Linked DNA regions of Rattus norvegicus: region 1 is linked to region 2. The links are chromatin contacts, called in public Hi-C maps. All regions are on one chromosome and are shown on one strand. Each heading gives the region's core, a stretch centred on a gene start, on an enhancer-like site or on the middle of the called end of the contact. The rest is flanking DNA. Distances are from core to core; before and after follow the strand shown. Region 1 overlaps Akap13 (A-kinase anchoring protein 13). Region 2 overlaps Akap13 (A-kinase anchoring protein 13).

Region 1 (4,641 bases), core at 1,341-3,840, 76 kb after region 2:
TTGCCCCATTTTCTTTTGTTAGATGTCTCCATGTAAGAGAAGATAGGGAGGGGATAAATAAATGGATTGGTGGATGCAGACTGAGCTATTGCTTTTAATTTCATAGAAATGCTATTAAGGGTCAGCTCTAACCTATGAACCACAACCACTGTACTTTGTGACTTTTTGTAGAATTTTGAAATAATGAAATCATTCCACTTACTGCTCTTAGGCACTGTTTTAAATATAAAGAAGACCAAATCAGCTTTTTCTTTGTTATGAACATTTAACAAATGTTGAAGTTCGTTTAAAAGGAGAGGAAAGGAAAAAAAAGGTTTAGCACGGATTTAAGCACAACCGTTGAGAGAGAAAAGTACTTAGCAAAGGGCAGTCTATAGGCAAGTGTGGGTTCCAGCTTCTCAGGAGCGCCTGGGTATGTTTTCTTTGGTCTTCCTGACAATACGGCATGGTTTGTGGCAGTGTACTTAAAAATATATTAGACTCACCTTCACTTCTTGTGATGATACAGTTGTAAATCCATGACTGTGGCTGGTGTCCCTGGAGCTAGCCATTTCAAATCCACTCACACCTAGTACTAAAAGCATCATGTGTTGAGTCCAGGACTCCTCGCGATGAGTTTAGTGTTTTTCAAGTAGGTGCTTCAGTGTGGTAAACAGACAGCCATGTGAGTTACTTATCACTGTGACTTGTGGCTGTAATCCTGGGCATAATAAAAATTTCAGCTAGGTTGTGGATTTAAAGACTGTGAAAGTTCTATTGAAAGCACATTCAAGATGTTATTTCTACTTTTGTGTCTCATGAAGTAGAATTGTTCTTAGATCTCAAACAGTGTCCCTAGAACATGAGACCTGCCAATGTCTGTTTAAAAGTAACAGTGCCCCTCCCCCTAAGAAGCAGCACTACTAAACCTTCTGAGGGTTGTTGAATCTAGGAGGAAAGGAACAGAAGAGGCCCAGCTTGGAAGTGGTTTTGGTCAGGACTGTTTTAGTTTGTCACATTTACAGGTCAGAATTAGTGTCAAGTTCTCAAACCCATATCCTCTCATTGCCTGCCCATCAACGTCCCGGATATGACCATCAGAGTTAAATAAAAGAAAGGATACATTTTGTAACTGTGATACTGAAATTAGTATTTCAGTATAATGTATCACAAATGTGGTAAATTACTATTTTCAAAGGATAAGGGAATCTCAGGAGCTTCTGGGAATAATAAAGTTTGATAGTTTTTTATGTAAAAGCTATTAATACAGATACTATACATAGACAATGTAATAGCAGTAGGAACTTGTTGGACCCCAACTTAAAATGTAAAAATATAGTTCAATGATAGAGTGCTTGCCTAGACTGTATGAGGCTCTGTATTTGATCTCTGTCACCACAGGAAAGAAAGGAAGGAAGGAAAGGTGTGTAATGTTTTGATAGAGTGCTTCATCTGTCATTTTTAAAGAAATGCAGCTTCACAGTTAAAATTGAATTTGTTTCCCTATGTCAGTCTTCCTTCTTCCCTTCAAATAAGCATTTGGCTTATAATTCCCTCATATGAACAAAGTTTAGTTGTTTTGCATCTTACTTTGCAATTTGCTTTATTCTCCCCAATGTTCTATTGTAGAGAATTGAAATACTGAACACATAGATATAGATACTGGCATTTAGCTCCTCTGTGGTACTTTCTTACACACATCAAGCTGTTCTGCTTCTTAGGATATGGGATTATTTCCACTTTGTCTCAGACAGTGCCACAAGGGCATCCTTGGGTCCTTGTGTATGGCACTAGACTCAGTGGTAATTCATAAAGCTGGCATACACTGAGCCTCATTAGATGTTGTTAAACAACTTTCCAAAGTAATTGTGTTGATTTTAGGGGATGAGTTTCTTTGTTGCCATATCTTCACAGTACTTAAAATGAGGAATGCGGTTCTTTTTGGTTTTTTAGATATGGAAACCAAAGCTTGAGGAGAAGGAACTTATTCTGGGCTCATGGTGGTAATCAGAATTAGACCTAAATTAAGTTTGGTTTGCCTGCTGTGTGTTCTGTTTTCTTTTACTTGTTAGTAAGTTGATGCAGTAACTTTCAGATGTAGTCACGAAGGTTATGTCAGGGCATTTGGCTCAGACAGTGGGCTGTGGGTCTACACATACATAGACATTTGAATAGATAATCATGACCCACGCACTGCACTAGAGAGTACAAGATCCTCAGAACAGGAGGAAAACCTCAGAAAATCCCAGTGCTGACTGACTGCTAGTGGTCAGGAAGAGACCTGGGAAGCAAGCAGACATTACAGTAACAACTACTGCAGAAATGGGGAAGGCCTTCAGGATCCAGATATCTGGCAGGCCCCTTACAGCAGCAAGTTCCTCTTATGTGCAGTCCATACATGGGTCCGAGCCTCCAAGTCCAGGAACATCTTGACCTTGTGGGCTAGAACAAGGCCTGTGGTCCTCCCTGCAGCAGCGGTACCTAGTGCAGTGCTGTCTGATTTCCTGAGTGAGCCTTTCCCAGGAGACACACGCCTCACAGCTGTCCCCAAAGACAGAGCTCTTGCTTGTTTGTGCTTTGCCTCTGGCCTCTTGGCACAACCTGTTTTTATGACTTCATTGCAGCAGGAAGAGCTGATGACCTTTCTGGGGCACAGAGAGCGTGGTTTTGACATCATCGGCCCTTGGAGGCCACGGGAATGGAAAATTAAAAATACTCTGAGATAAAATGTGTCATTGGTAAATTTGAATCTGGTTTGTCTCAGGAAATCTCCCACATTCTCCCGAGTCAGGACTCCCAGGGGTGGTTTGAGAGAGTCGTAGTTAGTTATCTTTCTCACATGGCTTCTCACTCAGAGAGTTGGGTACAAAAGCTCAGAATATTTGAGACCTCGAGAAAGGCATGAGCTGGTAAATCTTTAGGTCCTTGTCCTGAAATTTTAACAACTCCTTTTAGTAGCTTGATAAGTTTTCTTATAATTTAAACATTTTTCATTATTTCTTTTATCTTTTGAGATAAAAGAAATGTGATGTCCTTCTTCACTTTCCAAACTCCTAACTCTTTGACATACCCTTCCTTTTTCAAATTCATGGCCTCTTTTCTTAATAATTGTTCTTAAAGATGTACTCACATGCATCGTGCATGCTTGTAAACATATAGGTACAGCCTGCTCAGTAATGTTACTTGTATGTATGCTTTCATGTTTGACCATTTGGTATTGGTTAACCAGGCAATATGCTCTTCCTTAGATCTCAGCATTCCTTAGTTACCTATAGCTCTTTTTTTGTAGAGTTGAACCCCTCTACATAAAATACATATTATTTTGTGTAGCTTATTTATTATTGTTGTCCTTTTTCAACTCATGTTGGTGAGATTTTTTTGAGTATATCTTCTGACATCCTAGGAGATACAATCTCATGACAAATTCCCTGATCTTCAGACTATTAGAATCTTTTCACCCCATCTTGGGCAGTGTTCCTTTGCCTTAGGTATGGGAGTTGTTTTGTAAATGTATCCATTGGAACTGAGCTCCACAACTCTGCATTTTGATTGGTTATAGTTTTCTGTAATGACCTCTGTCTCTTCCTCGATGAGGGTTAAGGACTGCACTAACCTAAAAGTGTAAAGGCAAATATTTAGAACATAGGGATTTTGCTAGTATAGCTAAGTGGTGGTTGTAGATTCTCCCCCAAGATCCGTGACTTCAAGAGCTGTAATTGGCTAGGTTTGCATCTTGGTGACTCCACATAGTGAACTGTTGGTTACTCCTACTGTCTGATTATCACACCATGCTGGGCACTGTGGTTCGTAGGCACCATAGCTTGGTAGGACTGTGGATGCTTTCTTCCTTTGTTTACATGGTTTTTTCTGATACCTCCTCCTGAGAGAGGAGAATTACAGGTTAGTTCAGCTCAAAGTTTTCTGGGCCCTGTAGACATATCTTGATTGAAGACATTTAAATTTTAGTTTTGATAGCCTCTCAGGTTTCCTGTCTAATAAATTCCTGACTTTTGATTAATCACAAATACATCTGCTTTCTAGTCAAGAACTATAAAATGTACTGTTGGTGTACTGTTTTGAGGTTTGGTTGGGGTTTTTTTTCCATATGTGTGTCTGTGTGTGTGTCATGTGTGGGTGTGGGTGTCAGTCTGTCACCTCCTTGTAGCAGTAGTGAGTATCAGAGTCCAGGGTCTATTAGTTTTCTTGTTGTGACCTTCCCTCTGCTTCCTTTCCAGGTTGTGGTGCTTTTGTCCACAAAGGCTGCAGAGAAAATTTAGCCTCCTGTGCAAAGGTCAAAATGAAGGTAAGATATTTCTAGCTATTAGAATACTCAAAATGCAGTGGTTTAAAAATACCAAAATCGGGGTTGGGGATTTAGCTCAGTGGTAGAGCGCTTGCCTAGCAAGTGCAAGGCCCTGGGTTCGGTCCCCAGCTCCGAAAAAAAGAAAAAAAAACAAAAAAAAAAAACAAAATCAGTCGGCCCTGGTGATGCACTCTTTTAGTTGCAGCACTTGGGAGGCAGAGGCAGGCGGGTGTCTGCAAGGTCAGCCTGGCTACAGAGTGAGTTCCAGGACAGCCAGGCCTACCCAGATAAACCCTGCCTCAAGAAAGCAAAGCCCCCTCCCTCCCCAAAAAAGCAAAATACCCAGGTTAGAATTTAGA
Region 2 (4,466 bases), core at 1,025-3,524:
CAAGAAAAATATTTTTGCTTAGTTTTAGTTAAATCTAGATGTAGTCAAGTAGACAGCCAAGCTTTATCCATCACAAATGTTTTGTTCCTTTAATTCTAATTTTTAGGGATTTGTCATAACTCGCTGTTTTAGCACATATGTCTCCTTAAAGGCTGGCTTAAAATATTTTTTTGATAAGACAAAAGCACAACAATAGTCAGAAATAAGAATTGCAGCAACTAATATAATATGCCAAACAGTGGTATAAATACTTGGCATACATTAATCCATATATTTCTCACAGCTTCTTTTATAGCTGGCTTTATTAGTTTTATTCCCATTTTATAGATGAGAAGCCATAATTTACTCAAGGTAATCTGGCTTTAGCATTCAGCGTGTCCCATTCTAGCCTAACAGACTAGCTGAGTTGCTGGGTCATTCCTGTGTTTCCTCTGGCGTGTTAGGAGTGCCTGGATGTATTTCAGTTGATGGTCATTATCCACTCTTTAGCTAGTTGATTGATTTTTTTTTTTAAGACAAGGACTCATATAGCCCAAACTGAGCTCAGATTTTTTATGCAGCTTATGCTGGCCTTAAACTTGTGGTCCCTTGTGTCACTACCTACCTGTGCTGAGCGTTAGGTAGGTCCCACCACACCTGGCTTCCCCTTTTAGTATGTGTTTGTTTAGCAACCTCCCATGTACAGTCGGAAGGTTCATTATGACATTAAGTTTTGTTACCTCTTGAACATTTTCCAGAACATAGAAGTGTACCTGTTTTGATTGGATACAATTATGGAAATAGTTACATCATGTTCCTCATCTTTTTCTTCCCTCCAGCCTCTTCCAAACCCCTTCCCCCAAATCATGGCCTCAAATAAAACCTGCAGAGTCAGTTTAGGGTTGCTTGTATTTCAGGGTTAAGCATACATACGCTTAAGTTGGCGTTGGATAACTATTTATTTAGGGGGCCCTGTCTAAACAGTTGTTACTCGCCAGTGAATTTCCATCTAAGATTGGAGCCCCATGTGATTTCTCCTGTCCACCTTAGCATGTCACTTGGTGTTTTCATTGTTGTGGTGTTGTCTAGGCAACGTGTTGTTGATATTTTATGGGTGCAACCCTCCTATCACAAGACATACTCAGCAGACTTCCTGGTCCTCAGGCTTACAGTCTTTCTGCCACAATGTTCCCTGAGTCCTGGGTGTGCAGTTGCCTTGTAGATGTTTCCATTTAAGTTAGGCACCTCTGTTAGTTAGGGTTTCTATTGCTGCAGCAAAGCACCACGTCCAAACAGCAAATTAGGGTGAAAAGAGTTTATTTATATGGCTTACAAGTCTTTATTGCTGTTCATTTTTGAAGGAAGCCAGGACAGGAACTCAAACAAGGCAGGATCTTGGAGGTGGAGCCCATGCAGAGGCCATGAAGTGGTGTTGCTAACTGGCTTGCTCAGCCTGCGTTCTTATAGAACCCACAATAGCCTGGGCCTGCCCCCCTTGATCACTAATTGAGAAAATGTCTTACAGCTGGATCTCATGGAAACATTTCCTCAACTGACGCTCCTTCCTCCTGCTGACTCTAGCTTGTGTCAGGTTGACACAAAAACAGCCAGTACAGCACCACACACCAGTAAATTATTCTCAGAATATTGACAATTGTAGCTTTCTGTAATGGTCTTTGTCTGTGGGGGGTTGGGGTCCTCTGATGGCCAGTGAGAGCTACAGTTATCTGAGGGGAATCCAAGTGAGTATTTACAATGCAGTTGGGACTGTATTGACTTTAGGAAAATGACAGTAGTAGGTTCCCCTCCAAGATCTGTGACCTCACTAGTCCTGGATAGTCAACTAGATTTACAGTACAGGCGTGCTTTCTTTCCTTCTTATTGAGCTGCCTTTAAGTCCAGTTAAACAGCTGGTGGCTTCGCTGAAGGTGCCTTGCTGGCCTTTGTTTGTTGTGAATCATAAATGTCACAGCTGGGCAAGGCTGTCGGTTGCTTTCCTCCCTTGGCCCCTTTGAAAGTATCTCCCAGGATTATGAACGCTGGTCTGCAGGGAGGAGATGGTTGGATCATTTCCAGCGTGAGAATCAGTTTTTGTTTGGGGGACGCATAAATGCTGAATAAACCTGACAGCAAAGTCGTACAGTGTAATTTTGTTGTCGTTTCTCCCATAGAGGACTTTTCTGTTTGCTCTGTGCCTTGAACCTTGATAAAAAGAGCACACTGTACCTCTGCACTCTGGAAAGCATGACTGTACCGTGGTGAGTTCGCTGGGAGTGATGAGGAAGGTCCTCCATGGGAAGCTGAGTCATTTCTTGGCTTCTCTTACGGAATGACTATACCAGAGTTACTTCTTCTTGCTGTGAAGAGAAAAATCAAAGGAACAAGTCATTTCCTTAAGTAATACACACTGATTTTGTATTGGGATTCAGTTTTTCCTAAACTTAGGTAATTTAGAAGTTTTTATTTTGGGGGAAGGGTTAACTGTCCAGGACTTACCTTTCAAACTTAAACTTTTCATTTGTTTATGCTAGCACAGACGTACGTACGTGTGTGTGTGTGTGTGTGTGTGTATGTGTGTGTGTGTGTGTGTATGTGTGTGTGTGTGTGTGTCTGTTAGTTAAAGTCAGGATAAAACTGAAAACACCTGCACATGCACGTGTGTGCCCACAAGCTCTGCACAGTCTCTTTTTCCACCTCCCATTTCCCCATACAGGGTCATGAGGATTACAGATACTTGCACTCCATGACTAGCTTTTATGTGAATTCTAGGGCTCCAAACTCAGGTTGGCCAGCTTGTGAGGCATGTGCTTTTACCTTCGGAGTCAGAGTCATCTTTCAAGCCCCGGCCCTGACAATTTTTTCTCCCATTGTTTAATAACTGAATTTGGGCAGCTCTTAAGGGAATATAGTAGTGAACAAAGATCTCTGGCCTATGTGCCTTAAAGTGCGTTGGGCACTATAGGGAAAAATTAAATGCTGTTGCTTTTAAAGTGCTCATCTTCTACTTAGTGGTAGATCGAGCAGGCAGTACCCATGATTATAGGGGAAGCCACCATAGAGTCAATGCCATAGTACTTCAAAGAAGAGCTGTAGGAATGACTGACTATGGACAAAGAAAGCTGAGTTCGTAGATTTGGTAAAGGCATACAAGAAAGAAGGGAGGATCCTAGAAGTTAAAATGAGCTGGGGAATTAAAGTAGAGTGAACTGCATCATAATCTTGGAACTTGAAGACACCAGCCTTTTATACACTTACCTTGCAGAATAGTGGAAAGCAAGATGCAGTGAAGAATGTGGACAGTGAAGCTTGTGGTACACACAGAGAGACAGAGGACTGTTGTGGAATGCATAGGCAAGGACTACTGAAAGTGTGGAGAATACATGCTCCTTTACTATTAATACCGTAGAGGGGAAATGGAGTGGGAATGAATGTATTGCTTGTGCTTGTTTTGTTGAAATAAAAGTTGATAATTACTAAAGCCAGATGTCTTCATCTGAGAAGAAATTCTTGTCACCATTACCACTGAGAGGGATGGGGGTAAGAGGTAGAAAGAGTAGGTTTTTCTTTGTTTTGGCCAGTGCTAGACTGTCTTGTGTGATGCCCTCATGATCAGGCCTCAAAGGAACACTGCTGGGGAATTAAAAGGCAGCAGTAAATATAGTTTGTAATGATCTGAAGATACAGACTTTAGCATCTGATTTCAGATGAGGTTTATAACCAAAGACATTGCTAAACGGCGTAAATAGTGTCTCACTTCCCCATCTAAAGAGTTAGACTAGATAGGGAGCAGCAGTAAAACTAGAAATTTTACTAATTGTCCTATATTTTAAAAACCTATTACTCAAGGCTCGGTTGACTTTTAGCCAACAGATAGTACTCTCTCAAGACTGCTTAATCAAGGGCAATATGATGGGTTAGCCTGGGGAAAGTGCTTCCTCCCAAGTCTGATGACCTGAGTTCATTTCCTTGGACCCCATGATAAAAGTCCCTGCAAGTTGTTGTCCAACCTACATAAGTGTGCACACATGTACACCAGAAACAAAGTAATAAGATATGTTTAACTAGAACTTACCGGCGGTTTGGTATTCCATACAGGGAGTTTTTAGTGATGGGTCTGAGTTCCATTGCTCTCCTTGCTCTTACAGATAAAACAGAATCAAGAAAGAACTGTTATGTATTAGGGACTGAATCTAGGTTTAAAATACTTGCTGTGGCCAAATGGTAAGTTAAAATACATAAAAGAATTTGGCAAGGAAGGATACATAGGGAATTTTACAGTAAAATCACAAAATCATGGTGCAGGAGAGACCTACTTAAGAAATAAGTCAAAATGAAAAATTAGCTAATTCTTTAATAAGCCTATCTTCTAGTGTTGTGGTGTCTACACTAAAGCCAGTCACCACAGTCTCTACCATTCTGGTGGATTCTGTTTTGAACTTCCACATCATAAGAAGCTTAATATATAAATCAGGGCAGAGTATGCCCAT

The links. A called contact is a pair of places that touch in the nucleus more often than the background predicts.
Region 1: a Hi-C map of liver shows a contact between it and region 2, with 2.6 times the contacts expected there. The contact joins two enhancer-like sites. A contact is called at or near these places in 3 of 12 Hi-C or Micro-C datasets (liver and psoas muscle).

The regions. Positions count from the first base shown.
Region 1 is chr1:138,987,896-138,992,536 of GRCr8, forward strand. It overlaps Akap13 (A-kinase anchoring protein 13), which reads left to right. Exons shown (of 38, transcript NM_001106271.3): 19 at 4,215-4,282. Among named protein-coding and RNA genes, the nearest start is that of Fam24al1, 75 kb to the right of the region's middle. Within about 2 kb of position 2,591, at least 39 of the 93 cell types and tissues checked have an H3K27ac peak or open chromatin away from gene starts, as enhancers often do. A contact at or near this core is called in liver, where this site is marked.
Region 2 is chr1:138,911,902-138,916,367 of GRCr8, forward strand. The region is part of intron 8 of Akap13 (A-kinase anchoring protein 13); the gene reads left to right. Among named protein-coding and RNA genes, the nearest start is that of Fam24al1, 150 kb to the right of the region's middle. Within about 2 kb of position 2,275, at least 21 of the 93 cell types and tissues checked have an H3K27ac peak or open chromatin away from gene starts, as enhancers often do. A contact at or near this core is called in liver, where this site is marked.